Linked DNA regions of Muntiacus reevesi: region 1 is linked to region 2. The links are chromatin contacts, called in public Hi-C maps. All regions are on one chromosome and are shown on one strand. The core of a region is the stretch at or near the end of the contact, and the rest is flanking DNA. Distances in the headings are between cores, read along the strand shown. Region 1 holds the start of DERPC (DERPC proline and glycine rich nuclear protein). Region 2 holds the start of TANGO6 (transport and golgi organization 6 homolog).

Region 1 (5,973 bases), core at 1,400-3,899, 210 kb before region 2:
TAATATTTGGTTTTCATAATAGTTAAATGAAGCCGACAATCTAGGTTTTAGCCCTACAGTGACTTGTGTATGATGAGTGTCCACACTTCAGGCTGGAACCTGAACTTAGGGCTTCTAATTTTAAATTGTTAGTCTTTCTCCTTCAAGAGACCTTGGAAGAATATTAAAAGTGCTTTGGTTGGTCTGTTGATGGTGGAGGTACGGCCTTCTTACTGTCAGACCTTTGCTCGCCTGAGCCAGTGTATTACCTGTGGTCCAGGGGTATCACACTAGGCAGTGCTGCAGAAGGTCTGACTTATTCAAGCATGCCTTCTTGATTTAGCTCTTGCTAAATGCATGTAAGCAGTGCCTGTCTGATGCCTTCATGCCTTTTTGTTCTCACTTGGTTTTCCCCTTGGTTGGGAGGTATTGATTACAAATGTGAAGTCAGATGGCCTAGGTTTTTACGCTGGCTCTGCCACCTGCTAGCTGTGTTTGTACCACATATAAGCGAGAGTATATCCCTCAGTAACTTTTATCTGCAAAATATGGGTAAGTCCCTGTCTAACAGTAGTTGAATGAGATACCACTCATCATATATATGCACAGCGTCTGATTCATAGTAAACATTGAATAAATACTAGCTGCTATTTATACTTAAAGTCCAGTTATTGACCAGCCTCGTGATTCCAAAGTGTGTCTGGTGCTCAAGAGTAAGAGGTTCTGCTGTCATACAGGGCTGCTGGCAGTATATTGATACTTTTCCCTGGAGATTCAAAATAAAGATTGACATGTCAATAAGGAAACCTGTTTAAGCAGGTGTTTGCTAATTGTGAGCACAATCATAAATACCTGTTAACTTGTTCTACAGTTTGTAAACACTGATCTGATAACCTTGCACTAGCCTTCATCTATTCATTGGAAAGATTTGTACAGAAGTCATAGTTTAGATTCCCCATCCCTTCAGTCCCCTCGTCCCCATCAATCTACCTTTCTTAGGAAGACAAGTATAAGGAGCCAGTTTCAGTCAAAAATGTCCCATTTTAACTCATTCTTGTAGAGTATTGCAAACTGCCACCAGATGGGGCCATTGTATAAAATGAAAGATGAAGCGTCAGGGTTGTTTGAGTGTCTAAATGAAAGATGGGCAATGTGTTTGATGAGAATCATGTTAGAAATAAGCTTTACCATCCACTAAAGTCTGAAGGAACTTGTCCGTTCTCTCAGCTTTTAGTTCAGAGGGATCCTTTAAATCTTGAAATATAACCAAAGTGGCAGACATCCACTTACACCATCACCAAAGGAAAAAGTAAAATCTAAAAGAATTCCTTAGTTTTTTAGACATACACAGAATGGAAAATATAATGCCTCTGAGAAAGGCAAGTTAGCATACTGACGAGAGGGTGGGCTCTGCAGTATATGTCTTGGGTTCAAATCTTGGCTGGTTGACTAGTAGCTATGTGACCTTGAACACAACTGTGGTACCTATTAACTTTCCACACTGTAGTTGACCCTTGGTGATCTGAAGCAATTCTCTATGTGTCTAAAGCATTTAGAAAATGCCTGGCACACAGTATTAGTTATGATTATCCTAAAAAATATGTTTTTCCTTTACAGCTTCTCTTCCGTTGCTTTTTAACGACGTAAAGCTCATGGTGCAGATTGTTATTTCCAGGTGAGTAAATTTTGAGAGCTTTAATTTAACTTGAATGATTAAGTCTACATAGGTTTGAAATTTCCCTGGAAGAATTGGGGTCCTCAGATGCATCCGGCACAAATCCCAGCCTTTCAGTTTTGAGTTCAGTGCTTGGCACTGCCCAATTTCCCAAGAACTTGTGCTCAACAAGGTGTTCCCTTGGGCCTTGAATGGTGGTGTAGGACACTATGATTCATCCTTCACCCCTCCAAAATAGTGTAACCGCCAGCCCTTTGCTTGCAGTGCTGGGGCTGGAGGCCTGGCAGAATGGGTGCTGATGGAGCTACAGGGGGAGATCGAGGCTCGCCACAGCACTGGATTAGCTGGAAACCTCCTGGGAGACCTACATTACACCACTGAGGTGAGGGGACTTTTCTTTCCCTGCCTAATGCCTCAGGAAAGCAAGCTACACCAAGGTGGTGCTCCCAGGACCCACAGTGAGGACTGCCCTCAGGTTTGTTACTCAGGGTCTAGCCAGGCCCCACTTGTTCTCCCCTCTACCCCTGACCACTGCAGTAGCAGGGTAATTGAGCTTTGGGGAATCTGGAAAGGTCACGGTTCTGAACGTAGAACTTCTCTTACCTGGGGCCGGAAAGAATAAAAAGGATATGAGGGTGGGTTGTCCGTTGTGACTTCTCAGCAGTGGCAGAGGGAGTGGAGGTGTCAGCATCATCTCCTAAGAGCATCTCTGGAAGGCACCTGAATTTTGTGACTTTGCCCTGAATCTCAGGTGTCTCCTTCTTGTTCTGCCGAAGGGAACCCCTGTGCTGATCGTGGGGCATCACATCCTGTACGGGAAGATCATCCACCTGGAGAGACCTTTTGCCGTCCTTGTTAAACACACCCCTGGGCAGGACTGTGATGCACTTGACAGTGAGAGTGGCACCCGGTACCTGGTGACAGCACTCATCAAAAACAAGATCCTTTTTAAGACTCGCCCCAAGCCCATCATCACCAACGTCCCCAGGAAAGTATGAAAGAGCCTCGGATTTTCCCTCGAGAGCGGCCAACTCCTTGGACTCGTGCCCCCCTGCCACCTCGAGGACGGCTGGACGGTTCCCTGGGACCCCAGGGGGGTCCTGTTCTAAACACAGGCCACCCACTGGGCATGAACTCTGATCCCTTCCTTATGGCAGGCAGTTCTCTTGGTGGAAATTTGGCCCCGTTTCCAAGGAACCCCACTCCTTTTCCCACTTCATCAGGCTCACTGGCTTCAAATCCAGCACCTTTCCCTGCTGGTGCTCGTGACCCGGGCCTGGCTTCTTTCCCAAGAGGGATGAACCCCACTGGCACAGGTGCAGTTTCTTTCCCAAGGCCAGGTGGTCTCTTGGGCCCAAGCCCAGGGTCAACTCTGAATCCTAGGGCAGGGGCTCTTCCAGGCCCAGGGCCTCTGTCTAACCCAAGGCTAGGGGGTCTCCCAGGGCCAGGTCCAGTGTCCAACCCAAGGCCAAGTGGTCTTCTGGGAACAGGTCCTGACCTCAGAAGTGGTGGCCCCATGGGCCCTGGATCTGGACCCAGCCTGAGAGCAGGTGTCCTGTTGACTTCTGGAAATGGTCCTCCCAATCCTAGACCTGTTGGCCTGGGCCCTGGACCGAGTCCCAGTCTGAGGTCAGGCTTTGTAGGTACAAACCCTGCCCCGAGGTCAAGTATGTTTCCAGGTCCTGGCCTTGGGCCCAACCCAAGATCAAGTGGCCTGGGCCCAGGCCTTGGGCCTAATCCAAGGGCAGGTGGCCTGGGCCCAGGCCCTAATCTGGATGCCAGAGCAGGTGGCCTCTTGGGCACAGGATCTGGTCTTAACTTAAGAATGGCTGGGCCTCAAGGCCTAGATCTTGCTCCCATTCTAAGAGCAGCAGGTCTTTTAGGAGCAAATTCAGCTTCTTTCTCACAGGCTTCTGGAAACATGGGCACAAGCCCATCTTCCATGGCCAGACTTCCTGGCCCCATAGGCCCAAATTCAGGGCCTGGCTCTCGGGGAATTAGCCTTCCAGGGCCAAATCCATCTCCCCTGTCAAGGGCTCCTGGCCCCATTGGCCCTAATTCAGCTCATTTTGCAAGGCCTGCTGGCCCTATGGGAGTAAATGCTAATCCCTTTCCAAGGGGGACAGGTTCAGGGGGGTTGAACCCAGCTGCCTTCTCTCAGTCTTCTAACACATTGGCTTCAAACCCAATTAACTTCCAGCGGGCTGCTGGCCTCCAGGGTTCAAGTCCAGCAGTTTTCCCAAGAGCCTCTGGGCCACTAGGTCCCAACCCAGCTAACTTCCCAAGGGCCACTGGCTTACAGGGTCCAAGTCCAGCTACCTTCCCCAGGTCTACTGGCCCATTAGGCCCTGGTCCGGTTACCTTCCCCAGGCCAGCTCCAGGGCCCCTAGGCTCTTCGCCAGCAGGCCCCGTGGGTATCAACCCAGCTCCTTTTGCAAGGCCAACTGGGACCCTGGGTGTAAATCCAGCTTCCTTTCCAAGAATGAATGGCCCTGTGAGCAAGACTTTGGTTCCATTTCCTAGAGTGGGGAGCCTCCCTGGCACAAACCCAGCTGCTTTCCCCAGACCAGGGGGTCCAATGGCTGCAATGTACCCAAATGGAATGTTACCCCCTTAAACACCATTTTCTCTCCAGGACCACCTTGGTTTCCAGGCACTGTGGTTCTGGGCAGGTGAAGAAATAGATATGGAACTACAGTCTGAAGTACATACCTGGGGCTCAAGTTCAAACGAGCCTTTTCCCACTCTGCGTCTTTTCTTGACTGACGGAAACGTTACCTGTGGGATGTGGACTCTGGCATGTGGGAATGAACCCACCTTGAGAGAAGGAATCTCCAGCCTTCAGGAGCCTGCTGTGCTTTTGTCCCACAGCTTTTTGCCCCTTGTTTCTTACTAGTTTCTTGATTTGTTCTTGTGGACCTTTCCTCAGGGATACATTGGCCTGCAGGTCCCAATTCATACATAGTCCCCTGCTCACCACTGGAGAATGAGCTCACTGCTTTCTAGAAATGTTGCGTTGGTGAAAGGACCATGCTTCTGTAACACTGACCTGGTCATCCTCTCCTGCCATACCTTCTTCCCTCGGGGGCTTGAACACAGAACAGGGAAGTGCAGCTACTTCAGAGAGCCACCAAATACAGCATCCGCTGTATCCCCAGACGGACTGCAGCTTCCTTCTCCTGGGACTTAGAGGAAGCCAGAACCAAGGCTCCACTGCTCATCCAACTCCCTCTCCACTGGTACTCCCAATCAAAGAACCTCAAGATTAAACTGATGTGGATGGGATTATGGGAATTGGGGTGGGGGTGGGGGGATAAAGGGGAGAAATCACTGTGCTCTGTTCAGCCTGATGTGAAAGGATGGTTGGTGTTTTTCCCGCATTGTATCTTTTCTTACTGTTTCTTTAATAAATGAGACGAGAGGGCTGTTGATTTCACTCCCTTTTTATTACCTGTTCCACAGGGAAGGAAGCTTAACCACTGCTTTTCATTGTTTCAACTTGGCCAGAATCCTCCATGACCTCTCAAGATAATATACTTTCACTCAAGGAGGAAGCAAGCTTTGATTTTTAGCCTTAACTGGTTAGCTAGGGCTAACTCATTGGTTCAGTAATTTCTCCACAGACCCTATGCATCCTCTGCAGTAAAAACCAAGCCACCACAGGTGTGCAGTTACTAGGCAGGCCTACTGTATCCCCAGGTCCAGAGGCAGCTTTGACAACTTACCTGCTTCTGAGTTCCATGGGAATTACCTTGCTGAAACTAGTTCTGCCTTAAATACCCATCTTGGAACTGAATTAAAGAGCTTTCATTAGTTCAAAGAGGAAAGGAGGAGTTCAGAGATACCAGCCTTAAGTGAGATTCTTTATTTTGACAAATAAGTGCAGTATAAAAAATTTCACCAGAAAGTAAAAAAAAAAAAAGTAAAAATAAATATGTTTACAAATTGTAGAAATAATACAAAAGAGGATTAAAATTCTCATTGAGGAAAAAAAACATGTCCAATTGTATAAAGGCTCTTCCCTTGCAAGAAATGGGAATAAAGCTGAAGACCCAGTTTGGTTTCGCTGCTGAAAAATGTACAAAATAACTTAGAAAAACCAGTCGAGGTCAAACGTTGTGAGCCCACTTACTTGTACCTGCCTGCTCGACCTGGGGAAAGTTGATAATCTCTTAAGTGCAAGGCAGAGCTGAGAGTAGGACTGCCGAGTGTTCTCCATCTGGGAGTCCATCCCACGTTAACCTTCAAGTAAAAGCTGAAGAAAAACAAGCCCTTAGTGAAGTCTGAGCTCTGCAGTTGGCTGACCGGATTTCCTCCAT
Region 2 (6,768 bases), core at 833-3,332:
ACCTTCATGTACCTTACTTTCCTCACCCTACAAACCCCTTCCTCCAAATTATACTCTCTAATTTAAAGTAGGACCCTATTTCTTGTGTATCTTCCCCAAAGCTCCACATAACAGCAGAGGCTCCATACTGAATAATCTGCCTTAGTCTGACAAGAGGGTTCAGTAGACTTTGGTTCTAAATTCGTGTTCCGCCTCTAATCTGACCATCTGATCTTGGTCAGGTTATTTATTCTCTTTGATGAGTCGGAGGTGTCCTCAGGAGTAAAAGGAGAGTGCCAGGCTACACCACACCCAAGGTCCCTTCTGATTCTAAACTGGGAAAGATTAAGAGTGACCGTAAATCTCTACCACAGACTGTAAATCTCTAAATCCTTTCCCCCAAACGCAGTTCAAACCTCACTGCTTCCTTTCTCTGGACTCCTTGGCACTCTGTACAAATGTCCAGTGTCCACAGCAGACCCTGCGCTCTCAAGAAGCTGGGACCTCTCTGAGGAAGCTCTGGGAGACTCTGAGGCAGCTCTGGGAGATTCTCTGAGGCTGTGGTTGCAGTCCTCGCAGAGCTGCAGTGAGGACGGATGAAAACACGTACCCACGGTGCTTAACACAGTGCCTGGCCCAAGGTAACCGCTCGAGATACTTAGGCTAGTCTCAATATTCAACGGTTCCCGTCCCTCCTTGAACCTCGGTTTCCTCAAGGGTAAAATGACGCTGGACAGACCCTGCCCAAAGGCCCCAGGTGCAGCCCGGCGCCGAATTTCGTCCTCTCACCTCCCGGGCTCAGCAGCAGCTTCAACGCCTCCAAAATCTGCTCCAGACCACACTTTTCCAGAACCCTGCTGCAAGCGACCTGACTGACGGCCGCCATGACTGAAGCGCAAAGCTCTACTGGCCACCTGCGCATGCGCCTCAGCGGACCGGCGCCGCTGCCGGGTGGCGCGTGGCCGACGCACTAGGGGCGGGATCGACTTGTCTGGGAACGCCCCCTTTGGGAAAAAATGTATTTCCCTCGTCACCTGTATTTCCCTGGGGTTCAGTTCAGTTCAGTCGCTCAGTCCTGTCCGATTCTTTGCGACCCCATGAATCGCAGCATGCCAGGCCTCCCTGTCCACCACCAACTCCCGGAGTTTACTCAAACTCATGTCCATCGAGTAGGTGATGTCATCCAGCCATCTCATCCTCTGTCGTCCCCTTCTCTTCCTGCCCCCAATCCCTCCCAGCATCAGGGTCTTTGTCAGTGAGTCAACTCTTCGCATGAGGTGGCCAAAATATTGGAGTTTCAGCTTCAGCATCAGTCCTTCCAATGAACACCCGGGACTGATCTCCCCCAGGATGGACTGATTGGATCTCCTAGCAGTCCAAGGGACTCTGAAGAGTCTTCTCCAACACCACAGTTCAAAAGCATCAATTTTTTTGGCGCTCAGCTTTCTTCACAGTTCAACTCTCACATCCATACATGCCACTGGAAAAACCATAGCCTTGACCAGACGGACCTTTGTTGGCAAAGTAATGTCTCTGATTTTTAATATGTTACCTAGGTTGGCCATGACTATCCAAGGAGTAAGCACCTTTTAATTTCATGTAGGGGAAGTAAAAATAGCAAACACAAACTGTCAACGTGCACGATTTGAGAAACAAAACGTGATTAACTTCTGTATAAAAGATGAGAAGTAGTTTATAAAATAATATGAGTTTTATTCAGTATGAAAACATTTTGTCACCAAAACACTGAAGTAGTGAAGTAATCAGATGCTGCACCTTCTTATAATGAAGTTTGGTATGTAAAATAATTTTCAATTGTTGAATTTCTTCACTAGTGATATTTAAAAATAACTACTAAACACACACACCAATTGAAAATAGCTGCAAATATTGTTCTTGATGATATGATTTCTTAAATGGACTAAGTACAGCTCGCAATAAAAGCTCTATCTTTGCTCTATTCACAGACATTCCTGGAAAATTCAGTGTTAAAATTGTGCCACATCAAAATTGTGTTAATATGTAGAACAGAATGGTTTGGAGATATATCATCAGTAACAGCTTTTCACTTACAGGAATCTTGGTGGGACATTCAAAATTCATGTTGTCTGAAAGGCATGCTACAAATCCAGGACAACGTTTCTGAGGGCAAGACTAGCATGCCTGCCTCTCCTTTCCTTAAAAATCAGTAACCTCGCCTACCATTGTTACAACCGGCTCCAACACCCACTCTGTGAGACTGCTCCCAAGAGGCTGTCCTGCTTCTCTCTCAGATCCCTGTTGATGACTCTTTAGTACTTAGCTGCGGAAAGCCTTGGAAATGGGATGTGCTCCATAGGCAAGACCACGCCACTGGGGGAAGAAATGGTTCGTTTAACTCTCTCTCAGTGAGTCAGGCCCCTTCCTAGTCACTCCCATTTCTCTGGACTCCAGCCCTATGCCATCAGCCATTTCCTGCTCTCAAAGGTAACAGAATCATTTTCACGAGGCTATCTTGGGGAGTCAAAGTGATACTGTTCTCAAGTATTTAGCAATGTCTGCCACAGAGGGGATGCTTAATAAATTGCATCTGGATCTTCCTCATCTCTTCCTTAAATAAAACCTACTAAAACATCTTTAAATTGGAAACCACATTTTTCAAAAAATATTTATTTATTTGGCAGCACCAGGTCTTATTTGTGGCAGGTGGGATCTTTAGTTGCAGCATGTGGGATCTAGTTTCCTGACCAGGGGTCAAACTCAAGCCTTCTGCACTGGCTGCACAGAGTGTTAGCCACCGGAGCACTAGGGAAACCCCAGCCTTGCTTCTTCCTACCCCTCCATGCAACCCACAATAGCTTCCCCCTGACAAAGAGATTTTATTGGTTTCACCACATGCCACGTCACATGCCACATGGATGGATATCCTTCCAATAAATTGACCTTAGAAACACAGTTTCCCCTTCCCTCTATTCAGTCCCAACAGAATGACACAAAGTTCAGGAGTAGACATTTTAATATGAAGCTTCTCTCTCCATGTTTCAAATGAGCTTACCTACAATTTGTCTAACCCGGAATTGTGCGATCAAATAAAAGAAGTTTGACAATGGTGTAACAAAATTCTTTAATAAAATTTATAAAAAAACAAATATTTAAGAATAATTTTTGCAGCTTGAATTGCTTTCCTTTTCCACTCCCAAAGAAAATGCAAAATTATCTGCACCCACACACATATACACTCAAAACTATAGTGACATTCTCTACGTAGAACTACATTAGAGTTTAAATTGCTGAAAAATCAAGACAGTTCTAAGAAGTGGTTGAGAGATGTTCCTTTTCTTCTAAAAACAGTTGATAGGTAGGGAAGTAATTTAGATAAAATTCTGGTCTATGGTTGTCAAAAGTTTCTTAAAAGATGCATTTCAACTAAAGGAAGATCCAAATTAATGTACTCCCTACCCTCACCTTCCTTTGCTAACACCCTTTCAGCGAGTGTTTTCTTCCTCTGCAAAGGAAAAACAAATTGGATTTGAAAAATATTCTCAAGTTTCATAGCTGGAATTTAGGGCAAATGTGTCCAGACCAGCTAGCATTTTCTATAAATATCAACAAAAGCAGACTTGGGGATTCTGTGCTTTGGGTCCAAGGATCCTGGCAAGAAACACATATTGAAATTCCTCTAGTTCAGAATTTCCAGGGGGTGGAGGTAGAGCCACCTCAACTATCCTCAGCCTCAGTTGGCTCAATGACAGTCGCCCCTGCCATCTCCAAGCCCATTTTTCACATTTGCCCTCTGCTGTGCCCTCTTGCCAGCTTCTGTCTTTGGCTACAGACTTTAGGCACAATTCCAAGTCCTGGAATATATCACTCTTTCGTTTTAGAGAGAAATAAACATTAGAAGTCTAGTAGTGAATTCCCACTACTGGTGGGAATTAACCCTGGTGGTCCAGTGGTTAAGAATCCTCAATTCCCCTGTTAAGGGATGCAGGTCTGATCCCTAGTCAGGGAACTAAGATTCCCCATGTCCTGCACTGCGGTCAAAAAAAAAAAAAAAAAGGTTCAGTGGCACCTGAAACTCACCGCCTTTTCTGGCCCAGCCTCCCTATTTAGAACCAAAGTACCTTGTAATGATATTCACATGACCAGCATCCTTACTCAGAACAGGTTAACTGAATAGATGCCCATTACAAGTTACGTACTCAGAAGATAAAAATGAAAAACCGTTAAGCATTAAGGTCTTAAGAGTACACAATACCCACTCAGTACATGGCCAGCCTAAGACATAATCCTCTTTCCCTAAAAGGGCCCAATAATATCTGCACCAGAGAAATGTAATAGAATTCAGAAGGAGTAAGAGTGGATCTCAGAACACAGGACATCAGTGCAGTGATGGGAGGAACAAAAACACACAATTTATATATATATATATATATATATATACACACAATAGGGAAACTGACCCCTCCCCTTCCTTTTAAAAATGAGACAAAGCCCTTAAGGAAATCTGCAAGTTCCTAGCAGAATCTTCTGAGGCTGAAACCATTCTTTTGAAGTATTAAAATTTAGGGGTCTTTTGGGCATCATCACCATGTCAAGAGCAATGAAAGGAAAAAGATTCAAGGAATAAGTCTAAATCGTTATAGTACACAGATTAGATCTATAAAGTGGAAACCAGGACTATGCTATCACTGATCAGTCTCTTCTCCAGAAATGTATCCCAAGTGAAGGGAGCTGGCAAACAACCAGGAGTATGATTCCCGCATTTTCCATCACACGAGTGTAGGGACCCATCTCTCTTCCCATCAGTCTTGAGTCCCTTAGTCATCCTCGCCACCTCCATACATGTCCGCCAGCTTCTTGAAGCGATTGCCCCATTCATTCAGGTAGTCATAGTCCTGGTCTTGGTCTGACTCTGAGGAGTTCAGGGAGCTCAGACTAGCAGCTTCAGAACCACTTCCTTCATAATCAAACACCAGCAGAGAGTCATAGGGTGGGGCAGTGGGGTCAGTATCAGCTGCCTTCAGGTTCTAAAGAAGGAAGACAATAGGATCTTTTATTGAGAGGAATTGCACACCTGTCATCTTAAGCAAAATACCTTCTCTTGGTGAATAAAGCAAAATGTACACAACACACAGCAATGCAGCCATCCTGCAGACGCCAGGGCAATGAAGGCCAGCAAAGTAAACTCAATACCGACGGGAACAGAAGATGGTCATTACATATTTCTAATGAAAGGAGAAAGTATGGAGCAGAATGTTTAAAGTGGCAAATTATATGTAGGCAGGGGAGATGAGCACCAGCCAATCCAAATGGACGGAGACTAAAAACAGTCACACCAGGATAGTCTTGTGTGCGTGCTAAGTCGCTTCAGTCGGGTCCGACTCTTTGCGACCCACTGGGCTCCTCTGTCCATGAGATTCTCTGTTCATAGGATTTGCATTCTTTTCTTTATATACATTTTCCTAATTTATATTTATAATTTATATTTTTTAAATAGCAAACATTTTATTTTTGTAATTAACAAACAGCTACAAGCACAAATAAACATAAATGGAGGGAAAGACCTGATCCAGATGTATCTAAAGGGATGGTTTAAACTGGCCCTTCCTGTTCTCAGTTTTTTCTAAGACCCAGTGTTAGAATGGATCTGGCTTGGGCATGTCCAACATAGCTGTGCTTTTAGAGTCCCTGGTGATGACAACTCCCCTAGAAAGCTAAAAACCATGAAGACTCATTTAAGGCCAGTGAACTGTCAGACCAGTCCTGAAAATCATTCCAGTGACCGAGCAAGTAATCAGGTAACATAGTTTAAGGAAACAGATCCCACTGGACTATTATTTTCCCTGGTTCTTTGCTTAATCCCACCATTTCTTCCTCATCCTACCTGAAGCTAATTAACTTAAAAGTCCTGACCAATAACCTGTAGGATGAATTTCTTTCTTGCCTAAAAGTTTGCTAGAAAGATTTTGGTCCTCTGCTCTGTCCTTCCTACCTCTTGAATGGAAAACAGACCCAAGGCCTGGAAGTGTGACAGCCATCTTGTGGTCATGAGGCAAGAAGCATGAGAACAAGGATCTACATGCTTAGATCATGCAGCAGAAAGATAGAAAAGGCTGATGCTCCATTCTAGACTACTTTACCTCAGTCTTCTGTTTGCACACAGTATCATATTTATTTAAGCTTCTGGTATTTATAGCTGAATGCATTTCTGACATATACAGAAATTTAATATTACATCTCAGTGCAATGCAGGGAAAGAGACCATTAGTGAAACCAAACTGAATCTACTTTGAATCTCTTTTTCCTTCCTAATTCTATTAAATCCTTTCAAACAAGTCTCAGTTTTTCAGCATGGGCTTTGCAAATTCCCAAAGACTAATTCAAAGTGCTATTAGTTCTGAAATTTAGATGAGGCACAAATTAAAAAAAAAAAAAAGGTGGGAAAAAGGGAGGTAGCTCAGGGATCATGCAAGATGAAAACATGGTGAAGGAAAGAACCTAAAGACTTTTCACTTTTGACGCAATCGCTCCTCTCCAAGTTTACAGATGAGCTTGCTGTGCCTTGACTTTTGACTGTGTTTACTTACTTCATCAATAAAGTTTCCAATTTCATCAGGATTGGCGGGGCGGGGTCGGTACTGGGGCACACTCATGAGGGTTGGTGCCACGTCATTGCGAGTCACTTCAGGCCGAGCATCCAGGCCCCTATGTAATTGGCTCAAGTCAAAGTCCTTTAGAGAAAAAGGTAAAAACAGGGTAAAGAGTAAAATAGAAACAGTCATAAACATAGGGTCATATATGGTTTACATA

What was found. A called contact is a pair of places that touch in the nucleus more often than the background predicts.
Region 1: a Hi-C map of muscle shows a contact between it and region 2, with 5 times the contacts expected there. The contact joins the promoter of DERPC here to the promoter of TANGO6 in region 2. A contact is called at or near these places in 2 of 3 Hi-C or Micro-C datasets (blood and muscle).

What each region holds. Positions count from the first base shown.
Region 1 is chr2:248,746,843-248,752,815 of mMunRee1.1, reverse strand. It overlaps DERPC (DERPC proline and glycine rich nuclear protein), which reads left to right and starts at 2,649. Exons shown (of 1, transcript XM_065925636.1): 1 at 2,649-4,979. The coding sequence starts at 2,649. The coding sequence ends at 4,271. CHTF8 (chromosome transmission fidelity factor 8) reads left to right here. Exons shown (of 4, transcript XM_065925637.1): 2 at 1,597-1,654; 3 at 1,919-2,036; 4 at 2,431-2,652. The coding sequence starts at 1,632. The coding sequence ends at 2,652.
Region 2 is chr2:248,535,909-248,542,676 of mMunRee1.1, reverse strand. It overlaps TANGO6 (transport and golgi organization 6 homolog), which reads right to left and starts at 2,082. Exons shown (of 19, transcript XM_065919341.1): 1 at 2,053-2,082; 2 at 769-949. The coding sequence starts at 2,082. CDH1 (cadherin 1) reads right to left here. Exons shown (of 16, transcript XM_065925624.1): 15 at 6,546-6,689; 16 at 2,167-4,985. The coding sequence ends at 4,776.